2 separate regions of the Gossypium arboreum genome follow, and region 1 is linked to region 2. A link is a contact called in public Hi-C data. All regions are on one chromosome and are shown on one strand. The core of a region is the stretch at or near the end of the contact, and the rest is flanking DNA. Distances in the headings are between cores, read along the strand shown.

What was found. Hi-C and Micro-C count contacts between places; a contact is called where the count stands out from the background.
Region 1: a contact with region 2 is called in a Hi-C map of leaf, with 4 times the contacts expected there. The contact joins the promoter of LOC108457299 here to the promoter of LOC108466686 in region 2. A contact is called at or near these places in 2 of 5 Hi-C or Micro-C datasets (both in leaf).

Annotation. Positions count from the first base shown.
Region 1 is chr7:70,686,778-70,692,474 of ASM2569848v2, forward strand. LOC108457299 (protein-lysine N-methyltransferase EFM1) reads left to right here and starts at 2,745. Exons shown (of 18, transcript XM_053030897.1): 1 at 2,745-2,980; 2 at 3,590-3,617; 3 at 4,657-4,761; 4 at 4,852-4,945; 5 at 5,048-5,222; 6 at 5,306-5,411; 7 at 5,508-5,590. The coding sequence starts at 4,711.
Region 2 is chr7:70,394,111-70,399,723 of ASM2569848v2, forward strand. LOC108466686 (peroxisome biogenesis protein 16-like) reads left to right here and starts at 3,545. Exons shown (of 8, transcript XM_017767063.2): 1 at 3,545-4,193; 2 at 4,893-4,950; 3 at 5,290-5,503; 4 at 5,610-5,613. The coding sequence starts at 4,125.

The DNA.
Region 1 (5,697 bases), core at 1,495-3,994, 290 kb after region 2:
CATTAATATTCAAAGTTTTGGACATGTTACTTGAATAAGCTTCCCAAGACAAGTGGGGCTTGGGCGTCAATGATAAACCTCTGACAAAGCCAGATTGCAGGTTGGCTGCATGTCCTGCTCTCTCACTCACCCTCTCTTCTCTCTTTTTCACACGCTGATACCAACCACTGCTCATTTTCTCATTCAATCTATAACGGAGGATTTTAAGTCCTAAGAACAATGCCTTGGTTTTTTTTCCCTCTAATTTTAAAGTAAGATTGTTTCATAAATTATGAAAGGGTTTTTTCAATTCTTTCGAAAATAAAAGAAAAAATAATAATTTTTATAATTATTTCTAACCTAATATATATTTGTTGATATAAGTTTCAACAAGAGAGGAGATAAAAAGAAAAAGATGGTGGTGCAATGAAGGTCCATAAAAGAGGAGAAAAGTTGTGTGAAGGATAGGAAAACTAAATGCAAAGAGTAAAAGCTCAAGGTTGATAACTGGGGAGAAGATCATTTTTACTTCAATATGAAAGGTATTTATAACGAAAGTCCTCTTATTTGATAGTGATGACATAGCAAGTTGTTACAACGAAATTGCTATTATGGAGTATATGTGGGACGTGCGTGATAGAAACCATTATGTTATTCCTTTTGAGGAGTATGATGCTGTTATATACAGATGAACTTCAATGCTCCATTAAAAGTGTTTACACTGAAAAGCGGGTGAGCTAGATAAATTATTGCATTTTTTTTTTATCTTTAAATATCATTCCAAGCTTTTGAATTTCAATAATATGCAATATTTTTATTTTTAATTTATTTTATATAGTGCTTTTGTCGTTTAAGTTGTACAATATTTTGCCAATGTTTTTATTTTATAATTAGATTAAATTTTGATTAATTAATGGGGTAATTGAGTTTAATTATTTGGGTAATTGATTTGGGTTAAATTTAATATTTTGAGTTGTGTTATTTTATTTTAAGTTTTGGGTTGTTTTAATGTTTTAGTTTAATTGAGTTAGGTTTTATATTGGTATTCAATATTTGGAAATTGAGTTAGGCATTGAATATATATTATTTAAAAATTTATTTAATTTATTCTATTTGAATTTATAAAATCGAAAATCAAATTGATAGTCACGAAAACTAATTAAGCTAATTGAATAAATCGTAAATTTTTATTACACCAATTATTTGCACACCTCTATATATAAACATATCACAACGTGCATATGGAGAGAATCAAACCTAAACAATTACATAAAAAGATATTGCGATACTATTACACTAGATTTTCAAGTTAAAACTTTTTTTATCTATAAGTAAATTTTGAAATTAAAAAAATTAACTTTTTAGGTCAAATACAAATTCTACCTTTTGACTTTTCAAAAGCTTGGTTCAAATTATAAATTTATCTCTCATTTATATTAATTATAAATTTCAAATATGACTTATATATTGAATAAATTTTACAAAAAAATTATTGTAATTGTTTAAAAGTCTTAAAATTTTATATTTCAGTTATTATAGTTTTTTATATATTTTACTAAATTTAAATTGAATATTTATTAATACAAAATAATTCTAATATAATATTTTGTCAATAGTAATAATAAGGACACGAAAAAAGAAGAAGGATATTTTGCATTATTGTATGTTATTTTAATATCTCAATATAATTTATATATTGAAATAAAATTTTAAAAATAATTTTTTGAATTTTACTATTACAAATACAAATATATGTTGAAGCATAGAATATAACCAATATAAAAACACAACAAACAAATAAGAGAACGCAACCATATACGCATATATTGGGATTGAAGACCCACACATCACAATTAAAAATGGTGGCACTCAAACTTGGATACATAATGACCCAAGGCCTCGGGTTAACCAACAATGCCGAAGCCCTATTAGCATAAACAATTTATCATAATTGTTTAAAGTATTCAAAATTGATATTTTATATAGTGTAATATTAACAAATCTAAATATCATTTAAATTAGTTTATTTTTATTTTACCATTTCATATCTAAAATGAACATTTTAAATTTCACAAAATTCTTTAACAATAATGCTAAATATTTAACATCTTTTAAGTAATGTTAAAGTAATCATTTGGAAATCAATCTTAAAGATACTAAAAGAATAACATTTGATAGACCATGAGAAAGGGGAAAAGATCAAATTTTGGTCCGATAATTGGATGTCGACTTTGATCCCCTGAAAGATCATTGTCAAGACCTAAGTGGAGTGGACATAGATGGTCGAATATATGATATGGTACACATAGAGATGGAAGATGGGATTGGAATGAATTCTAACATCTTTTAGATCGATCAATGGTCCTTTTCATTGCAGGGACATTACGCATCCTAATCGGCAGGCTCAATCAAACTCATTTATTTAGCGGTGGAATGGTAATGGGTTGTTTTTGGTGAAAAGTGCTTCAAGATCAAATTGAACCCACCAAATGCAAAATAAAGAACCATTTGGAAGAGCCGACATCCCTAGAGAGTGTCATTTTCTTTGGCTAGTGACTAAAAATAAAATGGTGAAAGGTGTGATAGGTATACTATTGAGGGGGATCGACCTTAAAAACTGTTTAAATATAAACAATTTACCATTTTACCTATAACTTAATTATTGATTTTTATATAAGTATAATTTTAATATCATTTTTTTCTTCCACCCGATAATATCTAATATTAATAAAATAATTTTGAAAATAGTTTAGTTGGATTTTTTTTTAATATAGGTCAAATGCAAAGCATAGGTGTTACTTTGAAGCAGGCCCGCAGCCAAGTTTTGAGTTAGAAAGTTGAGATATTGAAAATACAATCGGCTAAGCCCAACTCCAACCAAAACCTAAAAAATTCCCAAAAGTGTCGTCTCAAGCTCTAAGCCTCTCACCAGTCAGGCAGTCACCGGCAAGCACCAACAAGGCACCGTCGACCACCGGCCCTTAAAATTCTCATTTGATTGGTTGGTTTCGTTACTTGTAAACCCATTCTTGATGTTTTAGGATTCTATTTCTGGTTGATTTTTAGTTTTAGATGTTACTATGTCAGCCCTTAATCTCCTTTGACTGGTTACTTGGTTAAGTTTATCACTATTTAGGCTAGTGGTCAAAGATTTAAGAGCATTGAATTTGAAAAAAACAAACAATGAGCTAATGAGGAAACATGGAATCTCTTACAACTTCCAAACTTCACTCACTTCCATTCTAATAATTTCATTTATTTTCTAATAAAGAAAGAAAAACAAGAAATGGAAAGAGTTTGAAGTTTAGACCAAAACAGAGAGACAGTCTGTCATGTCCGAATGTAATAAAATAATAATAATTTCCTTTTTCTTTGTCTCTCCAAATTTACTTAGCTAGAAGAACATAGATGTTCGAACCATGAAAAATGTTTATAATGTTTTGATTTTGATGCTTATTGTTAATGTTTATGAACTGAATTGTTAATTTTAAAATTTTATTGGTATATTGAAAAATGGCTTGTAGCGAAAACAATGAGTTTATGGGGGATAGTGAGAAGGTTTCTGTTTGTTTGATCTTGTCTTTAAATGTTGATTGTTTTGGTTCTCCAGGGATAGCTCATGTTGAACTAGCTCAAAGGTAAAATTATACTGGCCGGAGTTAAACATTTATATTGATATTCCAACTGATATTGATTGTGAACTAGAGATAGAAATTGTTAGACGTAGTTAATTTAGCTTTATCGTTTTAGCTCAAGTGATAAATTCCGCTCTATGATGATGATTGTAAGGCGGATTTTAGAGCCATTGACATCTGATATCATTCCAGTTAATGCCATTTATACTTGTAGAAGCAATTTAAGTACAATGCATGCATGAACAAAACACATTCAGCATTCTTATAAATGGAAATAGGCGATTCATGTTTAATGCAAGATCGGTAAGTGGTTGATGAAGGTTTTGGTTTTTCTTCCATTTACTTGGGGAATTTTCTAATTTCATAGAGCAACTAGGTTATAAAAGCTCATTTGAATGCTGGTGGTTAGTTTGCAGTTTTGAAAGCTTACAAGGGACTGCCTTGAAATGAGAATATATTTCAATCTTGTTAAAAATAAAGTGACAATGCTCCATCGAGGTCTATTCCATCATTATATAGTCAAAGAAGTGAAGCAGAACTACTAGTAAATCAAGTTGTCTGGAATTGTTATTGAAATTTTAATTTGCTTGGAATTTTATGTTTAAATTGTTAGTAATATTTAAATTTTGTGAAATTTTATGTTTAGTTTGTTTGAATTATTATTTAGCTTTTTTGTTCATTTATTTTACATTTATTTATTTTAGTTATGAATAAAATTTATTTAAAATTAATTTTTTATTTGATTTTATATTATTTTTAAAATTTTAATTTTAGTGGATTTGGATTTTGGTTATGTTGGATTCGGATATCTAACATAAGGTTGAAAATGTTAAATTCGGATTTTTTGCGGATTCGGATATTCGGCGGATAATGTATTTAATTCTGATTTGGAACTGGATAGTAAAATTCGGATAATCTGTGGATTCGGATAATCCATAAATTGCAGATATCCAACCCGCTGCCATCCCTAACTGGGATCAGTTTTAAGTTTCTCAAATTTTTTTTTTCAGACCTAATTCCTAAAGCCCTTATTAAACCTCAGTGTAGTGCCTTTGGTCACCGGCCAACTTGAGCCAAGTAACCATCACCGACGATAATGGCGTGTACAGAGGAAGCAAAACTCGAGCACTTCCTTCAATGGCTTCAGGTTTAGTTCTCCAACACCCTGAACTCAACTTCAAGCCGTCAACTCTACATTTCTGTTCCTCTGGTTCAACTAACAGTGATTTTAATTCAGGTAAACGGAGCTCAATTCCGCGGCTGCAAAATCAAATATTGCGACTCCACCAAAGGCTTTGGTATTTATTCCACCAATGGTTCACCCGAAGATGGTCAGTAGCAAAAAGCCCTGTAACAAAGAAGTTAAAAAATAGAATTCTGTTTGATTCTTTGTAAGGTTTTCGTTAATTTTATGAGGAAAAGAAACTGGGCAGGGGTTCTTCTTGTTGTTCCACTGGATTTAGCAATAACTCCAATGAGGGTACTGCAAGATCCTTTAATTGGAGCAGAGTGTAGAGCAATGTTTGAAGAAGGAGAAGTTGATGATAGGTTCTTAATGATTTTATTTCTTATTGTGGAACGTCTCCGAAAGAATTCTTCATGGAAACCGTACGTACTTAACTTATGTGATTGGCATCTTAGTGTTCTTTTTTTTCCCTTTATTATTTATGTGGATTGAAAGGTTGGGTCAGGTACCTTGATATGCTTCCAACTACTTTTGGTAATCCGGTTTGGTTTACTGATGATGAGCTTTTGGAGTTGCGGGGAACAACCTTGTATAGAGCAACTGAATTGCGGGTAAATATTAGTATTTAGTTTTCTGTTTCTCTTGAAAATCAAATTGATGAAATTTGACTAACCATGATGATGAAAGTTAGTATAATTGTTTTATAGAAAAAGGATTTGATGTCTGTGTACGAAGATAAAGTGAAGGAATTGGTGAAGAAACTTCTGGTTCTTGATGGAGATTCAGAAAGGTCTGTATTAATTACATTAAACAAGATGGCAATCCATTGTTGCATTTAAATTGTTGAGTTTCTGGTCTTGTCAAGAATAATTTAGTTATTTTCTTATTGCCCAAACG
Region 2 (5,613 bases), core at 2,295-4,794:
ATCACTAAGTTTTCTAACAACTCCATTAAATATCTTAACTTTAATTGTTCCAACACCTGCGATTTTACACAAAGCATTATTTCTTATCAAAACAACACCTTTAGACACTGTTTCATAAGTTGTAAACCAATCCCGATTGGGACTCATGTGGAAGGTGCAACCCAAATCAAGGATCCACTCATCGCTCACTTTAAAATTGTTGACAGAAGTGACTAGAAGTTCACCATCGCTGTAGTCTTCTACAACATCAGCTTTACCAAAATTTTCTAGTTGCTTTCCCTTTTGATCTTGTTCTGCAGCTTATAGCACTCAGATTTAATGTGCCCTTTTTTTCTTGCAAAAGTTACAAGTTTTACCTCTGTATGAAGACTTTGACCTACTTTTAGATTTACCACAAGGATTTCGTTCCTGTGTCCTTCCACGATCATCATCAGTATTTCGATTTTGTCTCCCACAAACAATGAGACCCTTTCCCTGAGAGTTGAATTTAACCAAAAGATGATTCATCTTATCATACGAGGTCAAAGAATCATAAACCTCATCAACTGTGAGAGCCTTGCGGTTATATAAAATTGTCTCTAAAGGTTGAATAAGATGGAGGCAACGAACAAAGTAGAATCAACTCTAGATCTTCCTTATCATAATGAACTTCCATGACCTCCAAGTTTGAGAGAATTTCTTTAAATATTGTTAAGTGTTCGTGCATAGACGCACCTTCCTCCAAATGATGAGCATAAAGACGTTGCTTTATATGCAACTTGCTAGTTAGAGTTTTCGACATACGTATTTGTTCCAGCCTCTTCCATAATACAACGACGGTCTTCTCCTTCATCACATCCTGTAAAATTTCGTTAAATAAATGCAGATATAATTGTGTTAATGCCTTTCGATCCTTACGCTTCTTCTCTTCATCCGTTAATGTCGAAGGTATCTTATTTATCCTAGCAAGGGTTCCTCTAAGTCCATTTGTGCAAGAACTGTCTGCATCTTTATCTGCCACAATGCGAATCTGTGTTGCGATCCAACAGCGGAATTTTATACTTCAAAGATACTATTATAGTGATTGAGATGAAAAACCCGGAAACTCTAATATCAATTTGTGAAAAATAGAATGTCAGTAATGATAATATATCGCAAAGAAAAGAGAAATAAAAATAAAGAACACACAAATTTTTATGTGAAAACCCTTTCGAGAAAAAACCACGGGCAGAGGAGAAGAAAATTCACTATATTGAATTCGAAAGAATACAAAAAGAGTAGACTATGTCTATTTATAGGCTTGTAAAATCATATTCTAATAGGAGTGTAGTAAGATTGAAACACGTTAAGTTTAATAAGGTTTAAAAAATTTTATTCTAAAATAAAATAAAAGAAGTGTAGCTCTATATGAAGTTTACTTTTATTTTATTTTACTTCGGTTCACTTAATTCGAACACCTCCTAAGGTTTAAGCATTCCTATAGCTTGGCTAATTGGAAAGCCTTCCAACAATGGCTTTCCTCATTGGGAAAGGTGTGCATGTGGAGTTCGAGCAATGACTTTGCCCTTGGTGTCATGAGTGCACGTAGGATTCGGACATATGTTTATTGATTGCAGGCATATGTATATTTCTGGTGTCTTTTTTTTCAATTGGTGGAACCTTTCTTGGGTTGCTTTCCCTTCGTTAAAGGCATTCATTATTCTGAGTTTCAATTTCCGGTTTGATGGTCACTCGAGAAGGCTTTGGTGGGTGGCGTGTGCTGCAGCTCTTTGGTCCATTTGGCTTGCCCGCAATGCTGCAATCTTTGAGAAGAAATTTTGTTCCATTGATGCAGTAATCTTTCTCACTGAAGTCAGGCCGCTTTTCTGGATTAAAGCTATCAAAGATGATCTTATCTTTTGTTGAAACAGTTTGGTGGATTCACCTTTTGCTTGTGACAGTATTCAGAAAGGAAAATTTACTGCTGATGGAATGTGTTGGTCACTACCTACCGCAGGTTTTTTGAAGTATAACGTTGAAGGTTGTCCTGGCCAGGCGGGTTGTGGGGGGTGCTCAGAAATGATCTCGGTGATGTCTTGGCTATGTTCTCGGATCCCATTGGCTCTGCAACGCCAATTGTTGCTGAACTTATTGCTATTAAAATGGCACTTTCCCTCTTTATTCAGTCCTCCCGATTAAGAGGTAAGGGCTTGATCATTGAGTCCGACTCAGCTTTTGCGGTTTCTTGGTGTAAGAAGAAAGATGATCGGCCCTGGAAACTTTGGGGTTAATTTGATGAGATTGATTGCTTTGTTTCGAAAATTGGGTGTGTTTACTTTCAACATGTAAACAGGGATCGTAACTCAATGGCTGACTCTCTTGCCAAAGATGGGGTCGATAGGTCTATGTTGTTTAATGCGTGGTGGTAGTACGCATCTTTGTTATGTTATCATGTTGGAACATATTTGGGGTCACCTTGATGTTCCAAGGTTCCAGTTTCGATTATTATATCACCTGGCTTGGGCCATTGGGAAGGGAAGGCAGCTCGTGTGGGTCTATTAACAGCAGCGATGGCGCATGGTTCTACAAGAATCGACAGTGCTGTGATGTTTAAAGCTTGGATTTAGTATATTTTTTATTTTCTGCTTTAGTTTTGGTGATTGTTGTTATGGGTTTTGTAAAGGTTCTCTTTGCTGTTATTATGTGTTGTTTTCTACCAACTATGTGAGCATTTTGTTAATCTGACTCCATCAATAAAAGTCTTTGATTTATGCTTAGCAAATAAATAAATAAACAATAAAAATTATAATTTATAATTTAGTCATTAAATTATTTAAAAGTTTTTATTTAAGTTGTCGAGCTATTTAAAATTTTTTATTTAAGTCACTGGATTATTACATTTTTTTTTTAATTTCGTCAGTGAATTTTAGAACGATTTGACGATTGGTACAATGGATCAATAGTCATCGGCGAGGAGAAAAATAATTTTTAAATCCAAGTCGATTTGAAGGTCAATGTCGAAGATTGTAAAAAAAAGCTATTTGAATTTTAATTATCAAATTTACGATGTCTAATACTGTTTCATGAAAATAAAATTGGACTATAAAAGAGGAGGGAGAAGAGAACTTTTGATTGATGCAAGCAATGCAAATAGAAAAAGTCATATTGCATCGATTTTAACGGTCCAATGACTTAAATAAAAAAAAATTTAATAGTTTAATAATCAAATTATAATTTTTTTAATTAAGTAGCCAAAACAAAAATTTACATATAGCTTAATGACTAGTGGTGTAATTCACTATTATTTTATTCACAATTATATGATAAAATATACCATATAAAATAACAAAGCATAGAATTATTATAAATGTATTATAATCGCTATTGAAATTATTAGATTTTACAAGTAAGGTTAATGGGTTAATAAATATTTTATAAGATATATTAAAATATTAAATATTTTAAAATTGACAATTTTTTAAAATTATGTACTACCAAATATTTTCCTATTATATCAAAATTTATAATATCTTAAATAATATTGTGATAAAGAAAATAATAGATATAAATAAGATGGGCAATCGCCTAATTAATGGTATTACGATGATGGCAATGTTCTCTTTAATGTGTATATATTTTGGACATTAACGAGATTCATGACTTTGTGAAAGTCAATAACTCGTTCGGGTGCACACAAAACCGATATCCTGTCATCTCCCTCTTTCTGTCTTTTCTGAGTTTCTCCTTTTTATGATCCTCTGTTTTTTCATTACCTCAATGGTCTACCGCTAAAGCTCGTGGTCTCCCACATCATTTCGAAACCGAATTCAGTGATCCAACACAATCCAATCATTAACTCTCGAGGCTCAGCACCCAATTTTAGTAACAAAGAGGCACACCTCGTAGCCCTCGCACTTTCCCCATCTCCAACTTATCCTCAACATTCTTCCATTTTCCTCTGCGGAATTGAGTCAACGGTTGAATTGCAAAAAAAAAAAAAAAAAAGGTTTATTGATTGGGTATTTGCGAATCTGGGTTTCTTCCTAATTTCCAAAATTTTGATAAGATTGAGCATGAATTGGCTTGAGAGTGGTTCCGCGAGCTAGGGTTTCGAAACTTTTGAATTGGATTTTTTTTTTATTAACTGATAAAGTTTGTGCGAATCAATGGAGGCTTATAAGACATGGGTTAGGAGGAACAAAGACTACGTACACTCTTTGGAGTCTCTTGCCAATGTAAGCTTTTATCTTCTTTCCCCCCCTTTCTATAATTACATAATGTCAACTTTTTTTTTCCTTGCTTCGGAAGGTTAATTTTAATAGCTTTTATATGGTTCTTGGTAAATGACTTATATATATAATGTTAAGGTGCATTGAATTTATCATATATGCTCATACATCCAAATATAAGTGCTTTAATCTGTTTTTCTCCAAAGCTTATTTCTTGTTTGATTGATTTAGAGTGGGTGACTTTCTGGGTTTCACTTATGCTGATATAATTTCTGTCTACTGCCTCTTCCATCTTTCCTTAAAAGTGAAGGAAATCCATTTGCAATTTAAAATGAAATGAAAGAAAAAAAAAATTGCCTTTTACATGTGTTTGTTTTTCAGATGTTGGATCTGAAAACACATTCAGTTGAAGAACAAAAATGGAAAGTTATTATATCCGGAAGAGTGATGATTATCTGTAATTTTAGAGTTTCCAGTTAGCTGCTCCGACTAGATTCTTTTTTATTCTTTACTGTGGATAATATATACCCCAATTCCCGACTTATGTTTTCTTTTTGTATCTATGGACTATGATCTATAGTTTGGTTATTTGGATTATTTGTGTGCATGCTTGGGAATGTGGGCAACATTTTGTGAATGATTTTTTACTGTGTTGTGAAATTTGACTGTTGCTATCTTATGCTGTTATTGAAAATGGTTGTGCAGGGATTGACGTGGCTTCTTCCCGAACGGTTCTCCACTTCAGAGATAGGGCCAGAAGCAGGTTTTGTGAAACTTTGGTAACATTGGCTGTTTCTTTATAGCTTAGAAAGTAGAAACTGATAAGATTTCCCCACCCCAACCCCCACTTGATTCAAAGTAATCATCTAATTGGTTGCTGTTGAGAAAGAAATGAGTTAACGTTTTAAATGGGGTGTTTAATTACTTCCTTTTAGGTTCTAGCTAAATGTAGTGCCCCCGCTCCCTCTCCCCTTCTTAAGTCCCCTGGTTTGTAATGTCAGTGTGAAGAAGATCAAGATATTTCCCAACTTAAGTTGTGTCATCTTTTCATAGACTGAGTTCTTTTTTTTTTTTTATTGAACTATTTGGTAAATTTATGCAGTAACTGCAATTTTGGGCATAGTCACTGCCGTCAATGAGCATATAATTGATACTACTCCTCGTGAGAGGCATCCTGGCTCTGCTGATCCTTCATCATTCCCTTATGGGTTGTGCATATCTGCACTAAAGGACTTGGAAACTTTGGTCGAAGTTGTTGCTGAGCAATACTATGGTGATAAGAAATGGAATTTCATTGCTGTTACAGAAGCTATCAAGTAAGAAAGCTTCATTATATAATGTGTGACGCTTTAAACACCTAGGCTTTTCCTCCTTATTTTTTTGGCATTATGCCTTTGCCTGATTATTTTGTATTTGATGTAGGGTG